3 separate regions of the Sus scrofa genome follow, and regions 1 and 2 are each linked to region 3. The links are chromatin contacts, called in public Hi-C and HiChIP or PLAC-seq maps. All regions are on one chromosome and are shown on one strand. The core of a region is the stretch at or near the end of the contact, and the rest is flanking DNA. Distances in the headings are between cores, read along the strand shown. Region 1 overlaps LOC110261793 (a long non-coding RNA gene). Region 2 overlaps LOC110261793 (a long non-coding RNA gene). Region 3 overlaps SLC24A1 (sodium/potassium/calcium exchanger 1).

Region 1 (4,591 bases), core at 1,996-4,495, 180 kb before region 3:
GCCACACTCACAGCATATGGAGGTTCCCAGGCTAGGGGTCAAATCGGAGCTGTGGCTGCCGACCTACACCACAGCCACAGCAACTCGGGAACCAAGCTGCATCTTCGACCTACACCACAGCTCACGGCAAGGCCACATACTCAACCCACTGAGCAAGACCAGGGATCGAACCTGAATCCTCATGGATGCTAGGGAACTCTGAGAATTTTTTTGTTTGTTTTAAACTGGCATGCCTCAATCAACAGGGGGCGTGGTTGTGCACAAGATGGGAAATGGTTTTACTGAGTTTTAGTTCTATGGTTCTGCTTTTCCTGAACTTTTCTTAGATGACTGAGCTCCTATTTACAGGCATTAAAATAAAGCAGTTATATAATTACAGGCATGACAGTATAGGCAAATGGCTGTGCAAAGGTCAGATTAAAATCTGGAGCCACTGAAATATTCTGAGTGTCTGAGTAGCAGGTATTTACAGACTCAGCTGGAAAAAGGATGAGAAAGCAGGACAAAAACATTTCTTCTTAGTCAAGGGGCGGGGGCCTTGTATGGGATTCTCTGGTGACAGAGATTACAATTGTTGCTTTCTAGAGAACAGAATTTTGTTACCTGCTTCTGTGAATAGGTCAACACCAGGACAAATGTCACATGATCACTGAATGTTTTCCGGCAATTAGTGTCTTTTCTCTGGGTCTCTGTTTCCTCACCTGCAAACTGAATCCAGAGTTTTTGCCTTGCCTGCTTCTCAGCATAAAAGTGGAAGATTCCAATGAAAACACTGAAAAAGGAAAAGGAGCTATGAATGTGAGAGCCTAACACAACTGCAACAATTTGGCAACACAGGTGTTAATCCACACCCTGGTTTGTGAAAAGGTTACACATCCCCAGCTGCCTTCTGCCTCTCCCAGACAGCATGTTGCCAATTTTGTTGACTGCATACACTGGTAAATGACTCCTTCCTCCCACCCAAGGCCCCATTCCCCTTACATATCCCAGTACTACCATAAGGTAGACATTATTAGCCCTATCTCACAGCCATGTAAAAAGAGGTACAGAGAGGTTAGGTGTCTTTCCTTGGGTTACAAGCTAATAACATAGGAGAGCTGGTTTATTTGTTATTTTTTGGCTGCACTTGTGGCATGTGGAAGTTCCTGGGCCAGGGATCGAACACGCTACCCAAGCTGCTACAGCGACAACACCAGATTCCTAACACACTCAGCCACTAGGGAACTCTGAAGAGAGCTAGGTTTTGAACCCAGGACTCAAACACCAATGTCTGGCCTCCTACTTTTTCTCTACTATCATTTAAAACACTAGTATCTCCAGGTCACTAGTCATTGGTCATATGTGACTATTTTTATTTATTTATTTATTTATTTATTTATTTATTGTCTTTTTAGGGCTGCACCGGTGGTATATGGAAGTTCCCAGGCTAGGGGTCCAACTGGCTCTGTAGCTGCCAGCCTAGGCCACAGCCATGCTAGATCCGAGCCACGTCTGCAAGCTATGCTACAGTTCACCACAACGCCAGATCCTTAACCCACTGAGCAAGGCCAGGGATCGTGCGTCCTCATGGCTACAAGTCACGTTTGTTCCTGCTGAGCCACAACGGAATTCCCCATATGGGACTATTTAAATCAATTAAAATTAAATTCAACAATATCAAGTGCTCAATTGCCATGTGTCGCTACCACATTGGACAGCACTGGTGTAGAACACTTCCATCATCACAGAAAGTTCTAATGGAGAGGGCTACTAGCACATTACAGTCGTGTATTAGGAAGATACAGTTTGACACATGAAATACTTACCTTTGCCTGATTCTGCCCCTCTTTTATCTTTATTGTCTAATTCTGAACAGTCTCTCTAGTTCCCCTTCAGTCTTCTGCCAAAATACCCAGAGGGCATGCCTGGGGCTGGCCTGCTGGCTCTGCAAGGCACCCAGCACCCAGGGCAACACCGGGATTGTGATGACAAAGACGGATGCTGACACGTTGTCCAAGCCCAGGAGACAGCAGCTCTGAAGCAATCTGCAGTGACAGCACCAGGGTGGGAAGTGAACAGCCTGTTTCTGCAAATCTGCTGTATTTTTGCCAGATCTGTCAGAAGTAGACAGAAGCACAAAGGATAAAGGGAGAAAGTCAGAAGTGAGGGAGAGAGAGCAGTGGGCTAAAGAGACCAAAAACTGGGTAATCAAATGGTCTTCTAGTTACTCCAGGCACAAAAGTTAATCCTCCAAAACCATGAAGGAGAGAGACTTCAGGTGCCATTCCTACAGAGGGAGGAATTTTTCAGGCAGTCACTCTCTTAAAACACCCACCAAACATGAATTTATACAATTATTCAATCCTGGATCAACTTATGTGTTAAAACTGCATTCTCCTGATGATTAAGACTCTAGAATAAGTTGCTGTGGCTGTGGCATAGGCCGGCAGCTGTAGCTCCGATTAGACCCCTAGCCTGGGAACCTCCATGTGCCGCAGGTGTGGCCCTAGAAAAGAAAAAAAAAACCAAAAATAAAAAATAACACTCTAGAATAAGTCTTGGAATAAGATGTTGCTTTTAAAAAGAAAGAAGGAAAGAAAGAAAAGATAAAGGTCAGGGGTGACCTTTCTCCTCAGCTGTTGCTGTCAATACCTACCCCCCTGTCCTCAGGCTGTACTGGATATTGAGAAGCCCCAATTTTGGTACTCACCTTTCCCCAGTAGTTCTTTATACCCATGGGAGAGCTATTTGAGGACTAGTAAAGCTTTCAGCACTGTTTCTGACATCAAACTATCTAAGCTGCAAACTGTCCACCCTATGTAAATGTAACAAGTTTTACCTGCATTGCTTTTTCTGGCCATGTTTCTCCAGCTCTTTGTGTAATTTGGGAAGTAGCATCTTCAGAACATTATAAAACACCCCTTACGTAATTTGGAGGTGCTCTTTTGCAAGGCCCAGCCTCACTCGTGTATTATTTTAAAATACTACCTCTGGATGCCTGGTCTTTAATTTGAAAGTTTTATAGCTGTTTCAGCACTTCCTTCCCAGAGAGAGCCTGTGGCCTTGCTCCAAACAACACTACATGTCTTCCTCTAAGATCTGGGTTTGTTTTGCTTTCCTACAACTGAGCTGTCACTTTCTGAAGTGCTGGAGTCAAAGCCCACTGGGAGCAAAACAGGAATGGGCCTCTGCAGCACCATGCACAGAGCCAAGGAGCTTGGAAACCACTTGGAGGAGCAGCTGGGTGAAAAGGGGCCAGCTCCCTGGGATTCCAGGTCCCACCCTACTGGGACACAAATGACACTGGAAACCTGTGTGTATAGTTTCTCAAGGGCTTGGCACTTAGCTCTGTTGTCCCAGTGACTCACATGATAATTTTCCAGGCCTTCAAACTAGGTCAACAAGCTTTGTTTGTCCACAGAGCTCCCCTGGGAGGCCACTTGGAGAAAAGCAGGCTGAATGGGGATATTTGGCCAGGTGATTCTTTTTGCTGGCTTTTAGCCTGAAGAAATATTACTGGTATTCAGGCCAAGAGTTTAGAGAATTAAAAGCTGCCAAGCATCTGTACTGGATGGGCATACACCAGACTTATTAGTTAAGGGTTAACTATACTGCTAATGGTGATACTCACCCTTCAAAAACCAGATAACCTGGGAAGGTCCTAAATCAAAAGGTCCATGTCTGATAGATAAGACACCAGGCTTGTGCTACGAATCACAGAAGCTTCCATTAACTCTGTGAGACCTGATCAATTCATTTATTAAGCAATGGAGGCATCTTGGGGCAGTATTTCTCAAATTTGAGAAGTCATGGGCCCAAGAACATATCTGAAGAGTTACCTGAAATTTTTCTTTTTTCATGGCTGCACCCACAGCATATGAAATTCCTGGGCTAGGGATTGAATCCAAACCGTAGCTGCCACCTACACCACAGCTGCAGCAATGACAGATCCTTAATCTGAGCCAGGCAGGGGATCGAACCCACACCATTACAGAGACAACTTGGATCCTTAAGCCACTGTGTCGTAGTGGGAACTCTCAGACCTGAATTTTTATAACTCAGAACTAGAATGTCTCATAGGAACATTACTCACGATGGTCAGAAAGTGGAAGTAAACCAAATGTCCATCAAGTGAAGAATGAATAAACAATGGGATACGAATACAACTATATGTGATATAACAGATGTGATAAATTCATTTGAGTAATAATAAAAAAATAAATAAAACATAAAAAAACAAAAAAACAAAAACAAAACAAACAAAAAAAACCAATGGGATACGACAGGAAAATATTCAGCCATAAAACAAAAATGAAGGGCTGATACATGCTACAACATGGATGAACCTCAAAAACATGTGGTGATGATTGTGAGTCATCAACCTTGTGAATTTACTAAAAACTACTGAATTGTATACTTTAAAAGGATGGAATTTTTTTTTTCTTTTTAGAGCCATACCCAAGGCATATGAAAGTTCCCAGGCTAGGGGTCAAATCCATGCTGTAGCCACTGGCCTATGCCACAGCAACAACAATGCCAGATCCAAGACGCATCTGCAACCTACACCACAGCTCACAGCAATGCTGGATCCTTAATCCAGTGAGTGAGGCCA
Region 2 (4,318 bases), core at 155-2,654, 210 kb before region 3:
AGTCACAACAGCACCAACTAGTCTTAAAGAAAGAAATGATAAATATATATATACTGGTAAATATAATTAAAGAAATGGTAAATATATATACTGGTATATATAATGGCAAATTATACCTAAATTATTTGTATTTGTATATAAATATATAAAGTACATGTGTATTAAGAAAAGTCCTTTTTTTTTTTTTTTAAATGGGCGCACCTGCAGTACATGGAAGTTCCTAGGCCAAGGATTAAATCCAAGCTGCAACCTCAGCAATGCCAGACCCTTTTAACGTACTGCACCACAATAGGAACTCCCACAAACAGCTTATTATTTATTATCAAATGCTATGTAGCTCAAAGATTTTTTTTCCTTTTTTTTTTTCTTTTTGCTTTTTAGGTCTGAACATGTGGCATATGGAAGTTCCCAGGCTAGGGGTTAAATAGAGCTATACTACTGGCCACAGCCACAGCCACAGCAATGCATGATCTGAGTGGCATGTGTGACCTACACCACATCTCATGGCAATGTCAGATCCTTAAACCACTGAGTGAGGCCAGGGATCCAACCTGCATCCTCATGGATACTAGTCAGATTTGTTTCCCCTGTGCCACAATGGGAACTCCATCAATCATAGGTGTTTTTCCTGTAGCATAAAATCTGAATCAGAATAACTTCTAACTTTTGTTTTAACAGTTTACTCTTGACATATTCTAGCCTTTTAGGTTTGGTACTCATAGAATTATATGGCACAGTTATCTTTCAAAAATTAAAAGGAATGACATAAAGAGAGTGAAAAGATACCTCACAGAATAGAGAAACTATTTACAAATCATATACATGATAAATGACTAGGAGTTCCCATTGTGGCTCAATGGGTTAAGAACCCAGCTAGTATCCTCCAGGATGCAGGTTCAATCCCTGGCCTCACTCAGCAGGTTAAGGATCTGGTGGTTGCTGTGAACTGCGGTATAGGTCAACCCCTAGCCTGGGAAATTCCATATGCTGCAGGTGTGGTCCTAAAAAGCAAAAGAAAAAAGAAAAAAAAATTACTATTCAGAACATATAAAGAATTCCTACAACTCAACAATAATAAAGAAACAACAATAAGGCAACAAACGAATTCAAAAACAGGCAAAGGACTTGAACAGACATTTCTCCAAAGACTTACAAATGGCCAATAAGCATGTGAAAAGATGCTGAACATCATTAGTCATTAACGAAATGCAAATGAAACCACATGAGATACCACTTCACACTCATTAGGACAGCTTTTATTAAAAAAGAAAACAAAATGAAACAGAAAATAAGAAACTGTTGGAGAGGATGTGAAGCAATTGGAAACCTTGTACACTGCTGGTGAGAATGTAAAATGGTGCAACTGCTGTGCTAAAAAGTTTAGTGGTTTTAACAAAATTACATATCCAATTACTATATGACACAGCAATTCTACTGCAAAGAAGTGAAAGTACAGACTCAGATACATGTATTCCAACATTTATGGCAATATTATTCACAAGAGCCAAAGGTGGAAACGACAAAAGTTCCATCACAGATGAATGGATAAACAGAATGTGTTATATACTAATAGTGGAATATTATTCACCCTTAATAAGGAATGAAATTCTTTTTCATTTCTTTGTTTTTTGCGCTTTTTTTGTTGTTGTTTTTTAGGGCCGTACCCAAGGCATATGGAGGTTCCCAGGCTAGGGGTTGAATCAGAACAGTAGCCGCTGGCTTATGTCACAGCCATGGCAACTCCAGATCCTTAACTCACTGATCGAGGCCAGGGATCCAACCTGCATCCTCATGGATGCTAGTCAGATTCATTTCCACTGAGCCATGACAGGAACTCTGATGAAATTCTGATACATGCTACAACATGAAGGAATCTTGAAAACATTATGCTAAGTGAAATGAGCCAGGAAGAAAAGAATAAATACTATATGATTCCACTTATATGAGATACCTAGAATCAGTAAATTCTTAAGAGACTAGAAAGGGAATAGGGAGCTTTTGTTTATTTGATACAGAGTTTCCATTTGGGATGATTAAAAATTATGGAAGTAGATAGTGCTGATGGAGGCACATCATAAATGTACTAAATGCCACTAACTTACTTAAAATGGTTAAAATGGTAAATTTTATGTTATGTATATTTTAACACACACATAAAACTAAAATGAACTGGATCTCAGGTTTTTTATAATGGACAAAAACAGGAAGCAGAAGGTCAGGATAAAAGGGCAGATAGTTGGAGTGCCTCTCGTAGCTCAGTGGTTAACGAATCCCACTAGGAACCATGAGGTTGCAGGTTTGATCCCTAGCCTTGCCCAGTGGGTTAAGGATCCGGTGTTGCTGTGAGCTGTGGTTTAGGTCACAGACACAGTTCAGATCTGCTGTGGCTGTGGCTGTGGCGTAGACTGGTGGATACAGTTCCTATTGGACCCCTAGCCTGGGAACCTCCATATGCTGCAGGGGCAGCCCTAAAAAGGCGGGGGGGGGGGCAGATTGTTGCAGAAGATTAGGGTGGGCTTATATGATTTCCTTAGTCTTCCCAGGATCCCTGTCGTTCTGGACCATTTGCCTTTTCCTGATACCCTCCAAGAACTCCTGTGGGCTAGCTGGCTTTTTAGACCAAAGTCAGCTTGCTCATCCTCATCCACACCCAGCCCAGAAATGATACCCCCATGACCTCTGAAATTCCACAATTACCAAATAATTTCTTTGGATGACTACCCATTGGCAGTCCCCTTCTGCCCCCACACTCCTATCCCGCTTTTTTGTGTTGACTATTGCCTCCCAGAAGAGTGAACTGGCTTTGGCATTATGGGACCCCATTCAATCCCCCATGTGGATGAGAGCCATGATCACTCAAAAAAAAAAAAAAAGAAAGAAAAATTGGACTTCCCATTATGACTCAGCAGGTTAAAGACCCAATGTTGTCTCTAGGAGGATACAGGTTCAGTTCCTGGCCTCGCTCAGCAGGTTAAGGATCTGGCTTTGCAGTGTAGGTCGCAGACATGGCTCTGATCCAGTGTTACTATGACTGTGGCATAGGCCAGCAGCTGCAGCTCCCATTCAACCCCTAGCCTGGGGAACTTCCATATGTTGTAAGTACAGCCATTAAAAAAAAAAAAAGAAAAATCTAGCTGACCACCAGAATCTCATCTTTCGTTTCTCAATCATTTGGGGAAAAAATATAACCCTTTTAGTATTTAAAAAATAATACCACAATACTAAATTGGTTAGGGCGAGCAAAAAAAGAAGATTAAGGTGACATTTTTAGACATAGAGCCAAAGCTTAGAACGGAGTTATAATTACTCTATGACCCATCTGCTCTTATGTATTTATTTGAAAGATATAAAAGCATATATACATAGAAAAAGCTGTACATGAATGTTTATAGCAGACTTATTTGTAACAGCAAAAAGTGGAAATAGCCCAGGTGTCCATCAACAAGTGAATGGATAAGCAAATTTTGGTATATCCACACAATGCAACATTACTCAGCAACAAAAAAGAACAAACTACTGATACACACAACAAAGTGGATGAATCTCAAAATAATCCAGGATTCCATTTACATTAAATTACAAAATGGGAGTTCCTGCTGTGGCACAGCAGCTTAATAATCCAGCATTGTCTCTGCAGTGGCTTGGGTCACTGCTGAGGCATGTGTTTGATTCCCAGCCCAGGAACTTCTGCATGCCAAGGAATGGCCAAAAAAATATTTTTTTAAATAAATAAATAACAAAATGTAAGAACTTCCTGTGTGGTCCAATTGGCCAAGGATCTAGCATTGCTGCAACTATGGTGTAAATCACAGCTGCAACTTGGATTCAATCCATGGCCCAAGAACTTCTGCATGCCATGGATGTAGCCAAAAATAAATAAATAAAGATAATAAAATTAAAAAAATAAGATATAAACATGCAGTCTGGTTTTTTAAAAATATATAGCAAGAGATAAAGTACAAAAGCAGACAAATTCTTGAATGCAAGTTTGGAATACACAGATGTCAAAAAAAAGAAAAAATCACTGGGAGTTCCCTGGTGGCCTAGCAGGTTAAGAATCTGGCCTTGTCACTGCCATTGCTCAGGTCACTGCCGTGGCATGGGTTTGATCCCTGGCCTGGGAACATTCACACGTTGTGAGTACAGCCAAAAAAAAAAAAAAAAAAAAAAAATTATTGCTCTCATACACACTAATCCCTAGCCACCAGCATATTTCCTTTACAATATCTCTGAGGTATGTCCATTTCCATTCTCAGCCACTGGTCCAGTCTAAGCCCTCCTTCCCCATTGTTAGGTTACAACTTAGCCTTACCCTCCA
Region 3 (4,557 bases), core at 310-2,809:
AGATTCTGTGAGACGCTGGGACTGACTCATGGGAATGGGCTTTATCAGGAAGTCACTTTAGGCAGCCCCAACAGAGACCAGTGCAGGGCACGGGGCACTCTCGGCCTCACTCACTGCCGACAAACTCTTTCGTTTTACAGGAGGGGCACAGAGACAGGGAGATAGACGTGGATGCCTCAGGACCTTGGCTCCTCAGGGCCCTCTCCCGTGAGTATTCCCAGATTGTCTATACCGTTACCAACCACTCTCCTCTTCTAATCCTCTTCCCACTCTCACCCTCAGTTCACCCACAGCCTCTCAGTTCTGCAGGCCCCAGTTTCTGTCCAGCTGCAGGAGGGAAGGCGTGGACAGGGAGACCACCCAGGTCTGGGGAAGCCTTGCTTACCTTCCCCCAGAGGGTCCAGGCTGTGGAGCATAAGCTGGTAGATGGTGCTTCGGATGGTGCTGTTGTGCAGAGAGGCCGAGCTGCTCCCTCGGGTCAGCACAGATGGAAGCTGAGCAGGAGAGAGCCACGCAGGCCTCAGTGGGGCCCTGCCCCAGCCAGGGGAGGAGCCACACAAGGGCCTCACTAACCCTGCCTCATCCCGTAGAGATCAGGCCTCAGTCTTAGCCTGGCCCCCTCTCTTCTTTCACCTCAACAGTGCTTTCTTTCTCAGCCTTCCCTCAACTCTGCCATGACTGGCTAATTCTACATACCAAGTAATCTCACGAGCTCTTAATAGGGAACAGACAAGGTGCACCAAGGTCACCACAGTACCAAGGTCTGTCCTTCCCTGTGAGTACACCCTCAAAGCCCACACCCCGCCACACACCTCAAAAACAGACCCGCTGTGAGTGGGCACGGCCCCTCACAGTCCACAAAAATCGTCATGGTGCTTTATCACTGTCCCACCCCCAGAGAGAAGCAAGGCTATAATTCCCATCTATAGAAAAAGCAATGACAACCCTACAAGGCTGGGTGGCTTATCAAAGGTCACGTAAGGCATAAATGAATGAGTCAAGACCAGCACCGAGGTCTTCTGATTACAGCCCTTTCTTTTCTTCCCACGTGCTCAAGAGACCTTCAAAGGCACATACATACACACATCTATATGGGCAGACACACAGATGTGACACACACTCATTCACAGTATTACAAAAAGAGACAAGAGGCCCCCAAGTAGAGTCACTTGTGCTCTGCCCACATCACCAAACTGAGATGTAAAATACCTGACCTAACTGCAGTTTCAGCCTCTCCAGTGATTACATGTAAGCACACCAGTGAGTAATCTACCCAATTAGACCCCTGCTGGCCACTAAAGGAAGGTGACCTTGCCTGACACAATCTGGAGCTCTTTTCTATTTGCCAAATGGGATGCTGCCCAACTCACGAATCATTGAATAAAGCCAATTTTATCTTTAAATTTACCCTGATTTTTTTTTAAACAATAGTAACACACATAGAAACAGCACCTGATTTACAAGGGAACGTCCAAAGATAGACAAACTGCTGGCTGGGTCCCTCCTCCCTCCTTCCCCAACAACCCTCTGGATCTGAACTCTTCTGCCATCTAGTGGCTATGGTGATATAACAGTTCACAACAGGCAGGGATTTTCATTGGAGTGGGGTTTCATTCAGGCCCCAGCTTCTTCTAAGGTCTGCATACTTCTTCCCAAATGCCTCCCATAGGTCCAAAGCAGCTAACACATTTTTCAGAAACCTCAGATGCTCCACTCCCACAACACCCCTCATCTGTTTCTCTTAGTTCTGAGGGCATTCCAAAGCCACAGGTAATTGGGCTTTTAGATCAATCACAGAATGCTGGGGCTATGAAGTGGGACTTGATCAGTCATTTTACTTATGCAGAATCTGAGGCCCAAGCTCACACAGCAAGCCCGTGACAGAGTGAGCAGTGACATTCTGGACTTAATTAGCTCCCAAACTAGCATCTCCTCCAAGGCCACCTGGAGGTGACAGTCCCTCTGACAAAGGAGCTGGTGCCTTCCCTGGCTCACTCTAGCAGCATTTCCAGGAGCTTCCTAGGCCTGAGCCCAGCCCAGGATTCCCAGCATCAGGGCCACAGTACCCCAGGTCTGTGGTCATCCTCTGAGATCCTCCAATGCCCCCATTGGGTCGACTCCACATGACACCCACCTTTAGCTTCTTGTTATTCTGCTGCTCATCCACCACAACTGCCCCATCGCCCAGCTGCAAACATGGACAGGAATCACAAGATGTTTAGAGAGACCCTCACCCTTCCGCCTCACTTCCCTCTCTTTCCAGGGGGCCCTTATGTTGGAACACAGAAACACAACCAGAGATAACCTGGTCTCAGGAAATGTCTTCACATGTCTAAACCCCCAGCCTGGCCTTATGCAATCTGGCTTCAGCCTGCATGCAGTATTCCCAAATATGTCCACTCACTAAGGTCCAGTAACACCAGCTACAGTTGTCTTTCAGTCCCTCAAATGTGCCATCCTCTTTACCCACCTCAAAACCCTCATCACATGGTCCCTCCTCCTCTGTTTTGAACCCTCTTTTCTCCACTTCCCATGTTCCAGGGCTCTATTTACATGTCACCTTCCTCTGGGAAGCTAAGGCACCCATCCATCTAATTCTCTTTTTTGGACTCCTGTTCTTTTCCTTCATAGCACGTTCCCCAATTTATTAGTACATTATTTTTAGGTTGACAAACACAAATAAATTGACTTCCCCACTAAATTCTTGAAGGCAGACTGTCCATTTCATTCATGACACAGGCTTGTATGTCAAGCATGAGAACACTGCCCAGCACTTAGCAAGGGTTCAATAAACACTGGTTGAATGAATGAATGAATGGTCTCCTATATATACCTGATTGATTGCAACTCCTGGTCCCTTGTTCATGCTTTTCCCCTCTGCCTAAATGCCTTCTTCATTCCCCTATGCCTACCAATTTTTCAGAAAATTCAGGGTGAATTCTTAATAAAGCCCTCCAGAATGGTCCCTGTTGCCACTACCCCAACCCTCACTCCAGTTCTGTACAATACTTCTCTCCTCAAAGTTGTGTAACGACAGTGACACATTTTGTGGTACCAAAATGTAGCTCCATAATTAAATAAGTGCTAGTGTTCTGGGGAAGCTATAGGGCAGCTAGCTGGGGAAGGGGCGAGCCCTAGAAAATCCAAGATAAAGAATCATTAAGTCCACAGTACTTTCTTTTTTTTTTTTTTAATGGTTTTTTTTTTTTCCTTCCCATTTATTTATTTATTTATTTAGTCTTTTTGCCATTTCCTGGGCCGCTCCCGCGGCATATGGAGGTTCCCAGGCTAGGGGTCGAATTGGAGCTGTAGCCACTGGCCTACGCCAGAGCCACAGCAACGCGAGATCCGAGCCGCATCTGCGACCTGCACCACAGCTCACGGCAACGCCGGATCATTAACCCACTGAGAGAGGCCAGGGATCGAACCCGCAACCTCATGGTTCCTAGTCGGATTCGTTAACCACTGTGCCACGATGGGAACTCCCCACAGTACTTTCTAAATGGACCATGAGCTTGCCACTTCACATTTACTGTCTTGTAATACCATTCAAACTTTAAAAAAAAAAAAAACTGTTCATATATATTGACTACCCAGTTAGACTCCATGTTTTTTTGAACTATGATATAGTCACCTCTGTTCCCCTGAGCTGTGGCATAGTGTCTAGCACAGAGTACAAGTTCAGTAAAGGAGAGCTGAATGAGTAGATACGCCCAAGTGACCTCCAGCGCCATCTTCAGGCAGCAGGGTCACTAATGGCTGCCCCTCATAATTGTCTTTACCTTCCCATTGCCTCTCCCACTCCACCAACCTCCACAGCCAGAACTGGACTTGCTACACTCCCTTCTCTGCCTAATCAGAAAATATAGAAAATACTGCCTGATCCAGGGCCACCCACCTACTAATCCATCCAATTTCTTCATTCATTCAGTTATTTCCCAAGCACCTGTTGTTTACCTGGCACTGTACTAGTACTGTAGGGATACAGAGATGTTTAGGACATGGATTCTAATTACAGAAAGGAAGTGAGACTAATGATAATGCCAATACATGACAAAGCAGAATATGACTGAAGAGATGAGAGGCACAGATGAAGCTTCTGTTCTGGGATGGACAGGGAAGCCTTCTGAAAGTAGGTAAGATTTGTGTCATCTTTGAAGGATGGGAGAGGTCTGAATGCTTGGATACACACTGTTGAATGAATGAACTAACGAACAAACAAACATACAAATGAATTAAAGTGGAAATAACCAATCTGAATATGGGGGGCGGGCACTGTGGATATGCTGAACAGATCCCCTGACTCCCTCATAATGCACCTCTAAGTTTGCTGGGATCCTGGAGGCTATAGCACCAAACCCCACTGCCCAGCCACCTCACTATTTATCATGCCCACCTCTCACCCAATGAGTTGTTGGAGGCAAGGAACTACATGAGGCCAGGCTACTCTTTGCAATGGCTGGTTCTGTCCACAAAGGGGCAGGAGAGACCTGTGCCCCATAAAGCACATGTCTAATGCTTTCTCTACCATTCAGATTTATTTAAATCAAAATACTT

Evidence for each region. A called contact is a pair of places that touch in the nucleus more often than the background predicts. HiChIP or PLAC-seq counts read pairs in DNA pulled down with a chosen protein or histone mark.
Region 1: a contact with region 3 is called in a Hi-C map of skeletal muscle, with 4 times the contacts expected there. The contact joins two enhancer-like sites. A contact is called at or near these places in 2 of 5 promoter capture datasets (fetal liver and liver), 27 of 47 Hi-C or Micro-C datasets (alveolar macrophages, blood, embryonic fibroblasts and 13 more) and 2 of 2 datasets of contacts at active chromatin or transcription factors (alveolar macrophages and skeletal muscle).
Region 2: an H3K27ac HiChIP or PLAC-seq map of alveolar macrophages shows a contact between it and region 3. The contact joins two enhancer-like sites. A contact is called at or near these places in 3 of 5 promoter capture datasets (fetal liver, fetal skeletal muscle and liver), 1 of 47 Hi-C or Micro-C datasets (embryonic fibroblasts) and 2 of 2 datasets of contacts at active chromatin or transcription factors (alveolar macrophages and skeletal muscle).

Annotation. Positions count from the first base shown.
Region 1 is chr1:163,822,700-163,827,290 of Sscrofa11.1, reverse strand. It overlaps LOC110261793 (a long non-coding RNA gene), which reads right to left. Exons shown (of 4, transcript XR_002346338.1): 2 at 1,806-2,093; 3 at 702-772. Among named protein-coding and RNA genes, the nearest start is that of TRNAQ-CUG, 33 kb to the left of the region's middle. Within about 2 kb of position 3,245, at least 24 of the 83 cell types and tissues checked have an H3K27ac peak or open chromatin away from gene starts, as enhancers often do.
Region 2 is chr1:163,847,292-163,851,609 of Sscrofa11.1, reverse strand. It overlaps LOC110261793 (a long non-coding RNA gene), which reads right to left. Exons shown (of 4, transcript XR_002346338.1): 4 at 3,687-4,318. Among named protein-coding and RNA genes, the nearest start is that of TRNAQ-CUG, 8.3 kb to the left of the region's middle. Within about 2 kb of position 1,404, at least 2 of the 83 cell types and tissues checked have an H3K27ac peak or open chromatin away from gene starts, as enhancers often do. A contact at or near this core is called in alveolar macrophages, where this site is marked.
Region 3 is chr1:163,639,578-163,644,134 of Sscrofa11.1, reverse strand. It overlaps SLC24A1 (sodium/potassium/calcium exchanger 1), which reads right to left. Exons shown (of 9, transcript XM_021100202.1): 3 at 2,135-2,188; 4 at 386-494. Among named protein-coding and RNA genes, the nearest start is that of SLC24A1, 39 kb to the right of the region's middle. Within about 2 kb of position 1,559, at least 8 of the 83 cell types and tissues checked have an H3K27ac peak or open chromatin away from gene starts, as enhancers often do. A contact at or near this core is called in alveolar macrophages, where this site is marked.